Regions from separate parts of the Gossypium hirsutum genome. Here region 2 is linked to region 1. The links are chromatin contacts, called in public Hi-C maps. All regions are on one chromosome and are shown on one strand. Each heading gives the region's core, a stretch centred on a gene start, on an enhancer-like site or on the middle of the called end of the contact. The rest is flanking DNA. Distances are from core to core; before and after follow the strand shown.

Region 1 (4,169 bases), core at 824-3,323:
TTGTCAACATACAACTTTGAGATGTTGCATTTGAGATCTCAATTAGAACACTTTGAGCTTGATATTCGTCAACATACAAATTTGTAGAATTTGTCCTTAATTCTTGTATTATGCCAAGAGTTTATGAAGACAAGAAAGTTAGTCATTTACTCACTTGTTGATAAATTAATTTGACTTTTGTTTCTCTTCCTATTTTAACTACCACTATTGAGTTTCATTTTCTGCTATAAAGATTGTGAAAACAAAACTTGAAAATAAAATAGAGGATGATTATTTGGGAAGTTACTTGATCATATATATTGAAAAAGAAATTGTATAGAACTTTGATGATGATTCAATTATAAATGATTTTTGTGACATGAAAGAAAGGAGATTACAATTTAAAAAGCCCAACTTGTTTAGATAGGTGAATGATTTCTCCTTTTTTTTTATATCATATGGTTTCTATATGCAAAAATTATATTTTAATTTTGGTTTTTTTTTTCAAATAGTAGAAAAGCATACTAATTTTTGGATTTTGATATGTTAGGTATTATTTATTAAAAATTGGAAGCACAATGCAATTATCATTTTATTCATATTTCAAATCATATATATCTATATTTTAATTATTAAATAATTATACATAAAAATTAATATAAAAAAAAATGTAGTTGAGAATGCTAATACAAATTTGTCCCCTTAAATTGTATTTTTGAACGAAGTGACTCAACATATTAGATACCCATGTTAAATAAGGAAGGGTAAAAAAGACTAACCATTTTCAGACATGAAATTATTGAGAATCGGGACTAGTAGGTTTGATGACTTCGGGGAGTTCTTTGATTAGAAAGAATTATCTTGATTGGTTTGATTCATACTCCACGGAAGTAGAGGGGATCGTAGTGAAGGAGGTTGATTCACAGTCTTCACCCGATATGCTACTTAGTGGATCCTGGTAGCCAAATAGAGAGTTCAACTGTAGGTAGGGAAATATCAAATACAAAAACCTCAACATTTCCTTACACAAACCAAACAAATTGCACCCAGTTCACGCAATTCATCGAACAACTGGCACATCTCATTCGACTGCCCGTTCCTCCCATAAAACTCAATCAACGCAATCAAAATTACATTATCCGAATGAAACCCATGTTTCATAACAATGGCATCAAAGCAGCATCCCATCCTCAACTTCCCTAAAACCGAACAAGCCTTGATCACAGCAGATAGAGTGAACCTACTAGGCTCAGCTCCTAACCTCAGTAATTCAAAAAACAGTTGAAGTGAACTCTCTGGTCTTCCCACTTTAATATACTCCGAAACCATCAAAATACACGAATTATCTTATTTTACAAGCACCAAATCAAAAACTCTCCGAGTTTCTCTAAAATCAGTACACAGCTTAAAGTAGAGAACAAATAAATTGATATCTATAGAACGATCCATGTGGTGAGCAGATTTAAGATGGGCCGTGAGGAAAAGATTGAAGGTATGTGCATGCTTTCAAGAGGCAAGAGTACAGTAAAGGTTTAGGGAAGAGGGTGTTTGGGTTTGGGGGGTTTTAGGAGATGGATTGCAAGGAAAAGATTATCCGGCCTGCACAATTGGAGGATTTGGGATACGACAACAGCTTCATCTCTACTCAACTATGGCAAATCCATCGAGTTAACAAAAAAAACTTGTTGAACTTTATAATTAAAAAAAAAATCAGCTCAGAGTTTTGATCCTATACAACTTTTATCCGGTATTCGAGAGTTTATAATGATATATACAAGCAACTGTTGAGTTGAGTTGATGCAAAAAAAAAAAAAATTGGGGAGTGAGTCATTGCTAGTAATATCCAAATTCTAAAGGAGATTGAATAAGCTGTTTGGAAAATGAAAATGGACTTTTTATGCCTTATTGTAAAATCGGGCTGAGATTTGGAGGGGAAGAAAGGATGAGGAAGAAAAAAAATGATAAGACGGTGGGGCTCACAGTTTTAATTTATTATTTTAAAATCCACGCTATTTATGGTTTAATAGCATAGTGATTAAAATAAACCATTTTATTGGTTTACTAGTAATTAAAAATTTTCTTTTAAAGAACCTCAGGGTCACGACGACTCAGGAGCCGACAAAACTAATAAAAGCAACCAAGAAAAAAAGGGCTCTCCGCATCAGAAATCCTTTTTTAACATCAAAAATTTCAATCATAGATTCTTAATTAAGATTCTCGTCTTAGCTAATTGAGTAAAACTTACACCGCCTTTCGTAAATTTTTTAAACTATTTTATTTTATTTTCTTTTTTTTTTTAAACACGTACGTGAAAATTTCGTATTTGATCCAGGAGTTCTCTTCCTCACTAAATCCTCCTGTTCTCAATCATCCGCTGCTGCCAAGGTACTTTTCCAAATCTAGGGTTTCCTTTTCCCTATTTTCTTTATGTTGTTATAATTTAATTTATTAATCCAATTATTTTTGCAGTTTTTGATGTGTCGATATTAGCTTATTTAATCAGAGGCTGTGATTATATCTTCTTCACGCTTATCTGAGAGTTAAATCTTAGTTTTATTGATTCGAGGTAAGCTAGTCTCCTTGAAATAATATTTACTCTTTTGTTACTGTTTTGTTTATTTATTATGCTTGAGTTGGAATTTAAATAGATTTTGCTCTTTATTTTCAGTTTTCTTTATATTGTTATTGTTCTATTTAGTATAATTATAAGGCTGTGGAAGGAACTAGGCCAATTTTTAGGTAGCATTTTTAGGCGATATCCTGATGCTGAATTTTGTACCTCGCATGCTGAATTATTCATGCGTTTGATAGATTTTCGATCTCAGGCTGCAAAAAAAAAAAAAAGGAAGTTGCTTTGGTTTCTGATGCATTAATGAACATGGTTAATCTAGTTATGGAATTGTATTCAGGCTTTGAAGTAAAAAGTTCTTGGATTTGATAGTTGGATTACAATATTTGAGTAGCTTTTAGACTTTGTTGGAAAAGTGAGCTTCTTGAGAGTTGAGACCTAAAGCCACTTTTTCTGTTTCCGCCCCCCCTTCAGAACTGGATTATACAGTGTTGTCGTTAACTGGTTTTGTTATTTGTTTCAGTATACTGTGATGGCAGACCTAAAAGAGCGTTTGCTTCCACCGAAACCTCAATCGGCTATCAACATTAGAGATGCTTCCTATCGGCCATCTGCCTCTGGACGCCAGCCTTTCCAAGGCATGGATTTATCGGGGTTAAAGAAGCGGGGCCAAGGACTCAGATCTTGGATCCGTGTTGATACATCTGGGAATTCGCAAATAATCGAGGTTGACAAGTTCACTATGATGCGTCGATGTGATCTACCAGCCCGAGACCTACGGCTTCTTGACCCATTGTTTGTTTACCCCTCGACAATCCTCGGTAGAGAGAAGGCTATTGTTGTAAATTTAGAGCAGATAAGGTGTATTATCACTGCCGACGAGGTTCTACTCTTGAATTCCCTTGATAGCTATGTTTTGCAGTATGTTGTGGAGTTACAAAGGCGACTTACAAGTGGAGTAGGTGAGGTATGGCAATCAGAGGGTCCTGAGTTGAACAGAAGAAGAAGCAGTAGGGGTTTTGACAATGTATACGGGAGCACATCCCCTGATTATTTGCCCTTTGAGTTTAGGGCTCTGGAAGTTGCTTTGGAAGCTGCCTGTACATTCCTTGATTCACAGGTGTGTGAAAGTGGCCTAAAACACCTTATTGCATTTGAATTAGACTTGGGATGATAAACCTAAAATCATTCACCCAAGAATCATTCACCTTGTTGACATTTAAAAATATATTAAAAACTAAAAAAGTGGTTGGAAGATCCATCAATTGCAGATTTATATTTTGATTGTTGGGGATGTTGAGCTATGTAAAAATTAAGGAAAATAAATAACACATATAACAGCAAGTCATGAAAAATGTTGCATGTTCTTGTTACTTGATTTTGGCTGAGTTTTTCTGATGTGGTTTAGGGGAGAAAATAGAAGCAATAGGAAGAATTAGGGCTAAACAAACAAGTAAGAAAGAAGGTGAAACTCTAGAAAATTTAGGGTTTAAAAAACCTCTAATTTCTTTATATTAAATCAAAGAAAAATAATAGGAATAATAATAGTTGTAAAGTTGACAACTTATTTATATAGGCTTTTTTTCTTGCAAATAAAGTTACTAGGCCTTTTTGCAAATAA
Region 2 (4,169 bases), core at 778-3,277, 160 kb before region 1:
TTGGACCAAAAAGTGATTCTGAATCGGTTAGATCAAGAATCGATACGAATTAGCTAAAAAAATCGATTGAACTAATAGTTAAACTGAGATTTTTGAATTTTTTTAAATTTTTAATAATTTTTTAATTAAATTAATCAAACCCTGAATTGATAATCTAATCGGTTCAATTACCAATTGAATTTAGAAAACATTGGTTAATCCACACAGCATTTCAATTTAGCATATGTAAATAACCTAGTAGAGAAACAAAGTGAATAAATATATATTTTTTTATAAAAACCATAATTTTTTTATAAAAATAAATTGTCTTTTATAAAATTTTATAAAATTTAATTTCCTCATTTTGATTAAATTATTTGAAAAACATAACAATTCCAAAAATGAAATGCAAAATATAACAAAAAATTGTTAATCTTGATTTTATGATTAAGCTGTTGATGTTGATTTTCTATTTTAAAAAATTATTTCTAAAAATTATTATAAAATTATATTGTTTTTAATTAATTTCTAATATATTTTTTATAAATTTTAATTTTTTTATAAATTTAATGATTTTTTATGTTTTTATAATTTATATGAGTAGAAAAATTAGTATCTAGGTTTGAATGAACCTAGACGAAAATTTGTCTCGATTAATTATGTACTTAATTTAAAAATAATTTTTATTCCTTTTGAAAAAATTAATTGTTTTACTGATGTGGTGTATGTTAACAGCATTAACGTTTCCATTAAATAATAACAGTCAACGTCAGTTAAAGGATCTATTTGATTAATTTTATTAGATTAAGACTCAATTAGACCCAAAAAGATTATAGGAGCTGAATTGATTTATTTGGTAAAATGACGATTTTAGAAATTAATCGTGTATTAATGTACATAAATAATTTAGAATTCATAAATTAATCTAAAAATTTATAATATACTTATTTTTAATTGTTTTAATATAAATATTATTACAATTTTAAAAGTTAATTAGTTGACCCCAGCTAGTGTGGAGGGAATAATTGTCGTTATATATATGAAAATGAAATGAAGCAAGTATTTTACCAGTCATTTGGGGCAGTCTTAACAGCTTGTTCAAAGTAACTTTTGGCTCTTTGAATGTCATTCTGGTTATGCCAAATTAGATCAGCATAAAGTGCCAACAAATTCCCATCATCAGGGTTCGCCAGAATTGCTCTGCCGCAGAACTCCTCTGCTCTGCTATAATCTCCTCTAATCTGTGCTACAATCGGTAGATGAATCAATTAATATTTTCATGTAATTAAGAAGACAAAACTCAAATGTCTTTATATCCTACTACCTCTTTCAAGAACTTGGCATAATTGCCAAGCAAAAGTGGATTGCCAGGATTGGCTTCAACCATCTTCTGATAGTAAACGTCAGTGCTATCACTCTCAAAGAACCCCGACCCGACACCACCAACGCCGCCCCCTGATCCTCCTCCTCCACAGATTTTACCACCACCATTTTCTTCTCCACCGCCCATAACCAGTGTTTGCATCACAGCACCACTATCTTCACCATCACCTACTGGTTCCCCCAACCCAGAACTTGAAAAAAGTTGTCTTCGTATCCTACAAGATTTGGGTTCTGATTCTAACTCTTTGTCTCCATCTGTTTCTTGCTTTGCCTGTTTGTGGAGAGAGTGAGGTGTTGCTATTATGGCTTTCCCCATGCTTTTTCTTGGTTTTGGTACATCGTTTTGGATACTGTTGTCAGCTAAGTTTAGTGGTTTACTAAGCTTATGATCATCATTGGAAGAAGGGGAGTGAAATGAGATTGAGCTGGTTCTTTGAAGAGCTCCAAATTCTGGTTCTGGTGATGAAATTGAACAGACTTTTGAATTTGGCCACCATGAGTTTAAGATTGGTGTTGACGAGCTTCTCAGCAGCATTTTTTATTGTTTCGAAAGGATGAACCAGTTTCAACAAAGAATAATAGAAGAGCTAAATGAAATTTAAAAAAGAAGAAAAGAAGAGCAAAAGCTATTGATTGATTGGTTGTCAGATAAGTAAAAAGCTTTGAATGCATAACCGACAAAGATATTAGTTTTTGGTTTGATGTGTTGGAATCAGCATGAAGACCTACGGATACAAATGGTACTTCCCATTAGGGCCTCTAAGGAAGGGACACGTTGAGTTGGTGAGTGACAGGATGTGCGGCGAAAAAGACATGGGAGCGTCATGGGTTCATGTTTGGCATCAGCATCATGTTCACTGTCGCCTTAGGTTGCCTTCATTTTCATCCAAGCCATGGTTGACGCGTGCTTTGAATTTTTAGAGATAACGAAACAGAGAGATGGGTGAGTGGTGACCATTTTGGAACTTTGTTTAATTGGAATCTTCACGCTTTCTGTAAATTATTGCAGTCATATGTGTGACTGCCTCTGGATCCAGAATCAGGATCACATCATCTCAGAGATCCATTATTTCTGTATATCGCTTTTAAGTTTATCTTCCTTAATTATCTATATTTAATTCAATTATTATTATTTGGATCCGATTAAAATAATAGGTTTATGTAATTTTTGGTCCCGAATTTCACAATTAAGGTTAATTTGGTATATAAATATTTTTTTGGTTAACATTTACACTTGAAAAACGTGGAATAAGGAATTTACATGTTAAAAAAATAGGTTATAAGATAGTGAAATTTTAAAATTTTTCATTGATATTTATACTGATAATTTTATCAAATGTTTAGATGCTAAGAGAGTAAAATTTTATCAAGAACGGGATACATGATGAAAACTGAAACTTCCTCTATAAGGAAAATCAAAATAAAAAAAATTAGGCAGAATTGCAAAAAAAGCTCTCCTTTGAGAGCTTTTGGATATATGCCCCTAACATTCTTTTTTTTCCTGAAATTGGCCTCTAACTTAACGAATTTTTCAGACATCAACCCAATTAAAACGGTAATTGTCAGCTGTCCGTTAGTCAACAGCCGGTCAAAAAAGTTGGTCTAAGTGACATTTCTGTTGACTGATGACATGGCAAAAAATTAAACAAAGTTAATAATCATAAAACAAAAAAACCCCTAAATCCCCAAACCCTCAAATTCAAAACTATCTTTCCAATTTCTAAAATCCCCAAATTGTGAAATTCCCTAAATCCCTAACCTCCGAAATCTTAATTGAATCCCTAACAATATTCAAATCCTTAAATCTTGAAATACCTAAATCTTAGCATTCCGAAATCTTCTTAAAATCCCTAAAATTTTTACGAATTAAATCTTTGAATCCCTACCTAAATCTTAGCATTCCGAAATCTTCTTAAAATCCCTAAAATTTTTACGAATTAAATCTTTGAATCCCTAAAACTATTAGGAACGAAAAAGCTTCAACAATCGTGAGAGTTTTCGCAACCCAAAATCGAAAGGTAGGTGCTTTCTTATTTGGTTTGTTGGGAAAATAAATTCCATTTTTGGTTTGATTTGTTGGTTATTTGTGATTTACTATTGCAATTTTAGTGCGACAATGTAGGGTTTGTTTTGTCGATTTTTTATGAGATAGTAGTAACAGCTCGGTTTAGACTCTAGTTGGAATAGTGGTTTCGGGACCACAAATCTGAGTTCGAAAAATATTTTAAAATTATTTTCTGTGTCCATGATGAATGAATTTGCATCTGTGAAATTTCTGTGATTTAATTTGTCTGCTTTCGTACTGAATATTAAAAAAGGACCCAATCACGAAAAAGGTGAAAGCTGTGTGCTAGATGTTAAAAGTGCCTATTTGATTTGTCTTATTAAAGTGGGAGTCCTTATTGAATAATTAGACCATTATTTTGGTTAGTGGAAGAGTTGGTTTGGCATATATGAAATTATGTATTATTATAAAGGGTAAATGGGTAAATAGTATATTAAAAGGTAATAAATAAAAACAAAACATAAATGGCCATGCAAAATTTACCTCTTGGTCGATTATGGAGGAGAAAAAGAAGCCATTTAAGCTTCAAAGTATTTGGCCATTGCATAAGTGAATAGGTTAGTGTATTTTGTTTGGTTTTTGATAATTTCTACGTTTCTGTGATCGTTGCTTCGTGTTCTACCAAGCCCATGTCTGAATTTATGTTTCTATTAATGATTTCATGAAATGTCATTGTTGATATCATGAGTTTTGTGATGTTTTTGGATGAATTATGAAGGCTTGGTAGATGATTTATAAGTTT

What was found. Hi-C and Micro-C count contacts between places; a contact is called where the count stands out from the background.
Region 2: a Hi-C map of leaf shows a contact between it and region 1, with 1.9 times the contacts expected there. The contact joins the promoter of LOC107961778 here to the promoter of LOC107961779 in region 1. A contact is called at or near these places in 3 of 34 Hi-C or Micro-C datasets (callus and leaf).

What each region holds. Positions count from the first base shown.
Region 1 is chrA06:61,036,039-61,040,207 of Gossypium_hirsutum_v2.1, reverse strand. LOC107961779 (magnesium transporter MRS2-1) reads left to right here and starts at 2,073. Exons shown (of 8, transcript XM_016897908.2): 1 at 2,073-2,213; 2 at 2,312-2,364; 3 at 2,449-2,545; 4 at 3,072-3,668. The coding sequence starts at 3,081.
Region 2 is chrA06:61,193,160-61,197,328 of Gossypium_hirsutum_v2.1, reverse strand. LOC107961778 reads right to left here and starts at 2,027. Exons shown (of 3, transcript XM_016897906.2): 1 at 1,304-2,027; 2 at 1,048-1,220. The coding sequence starts at 1,897.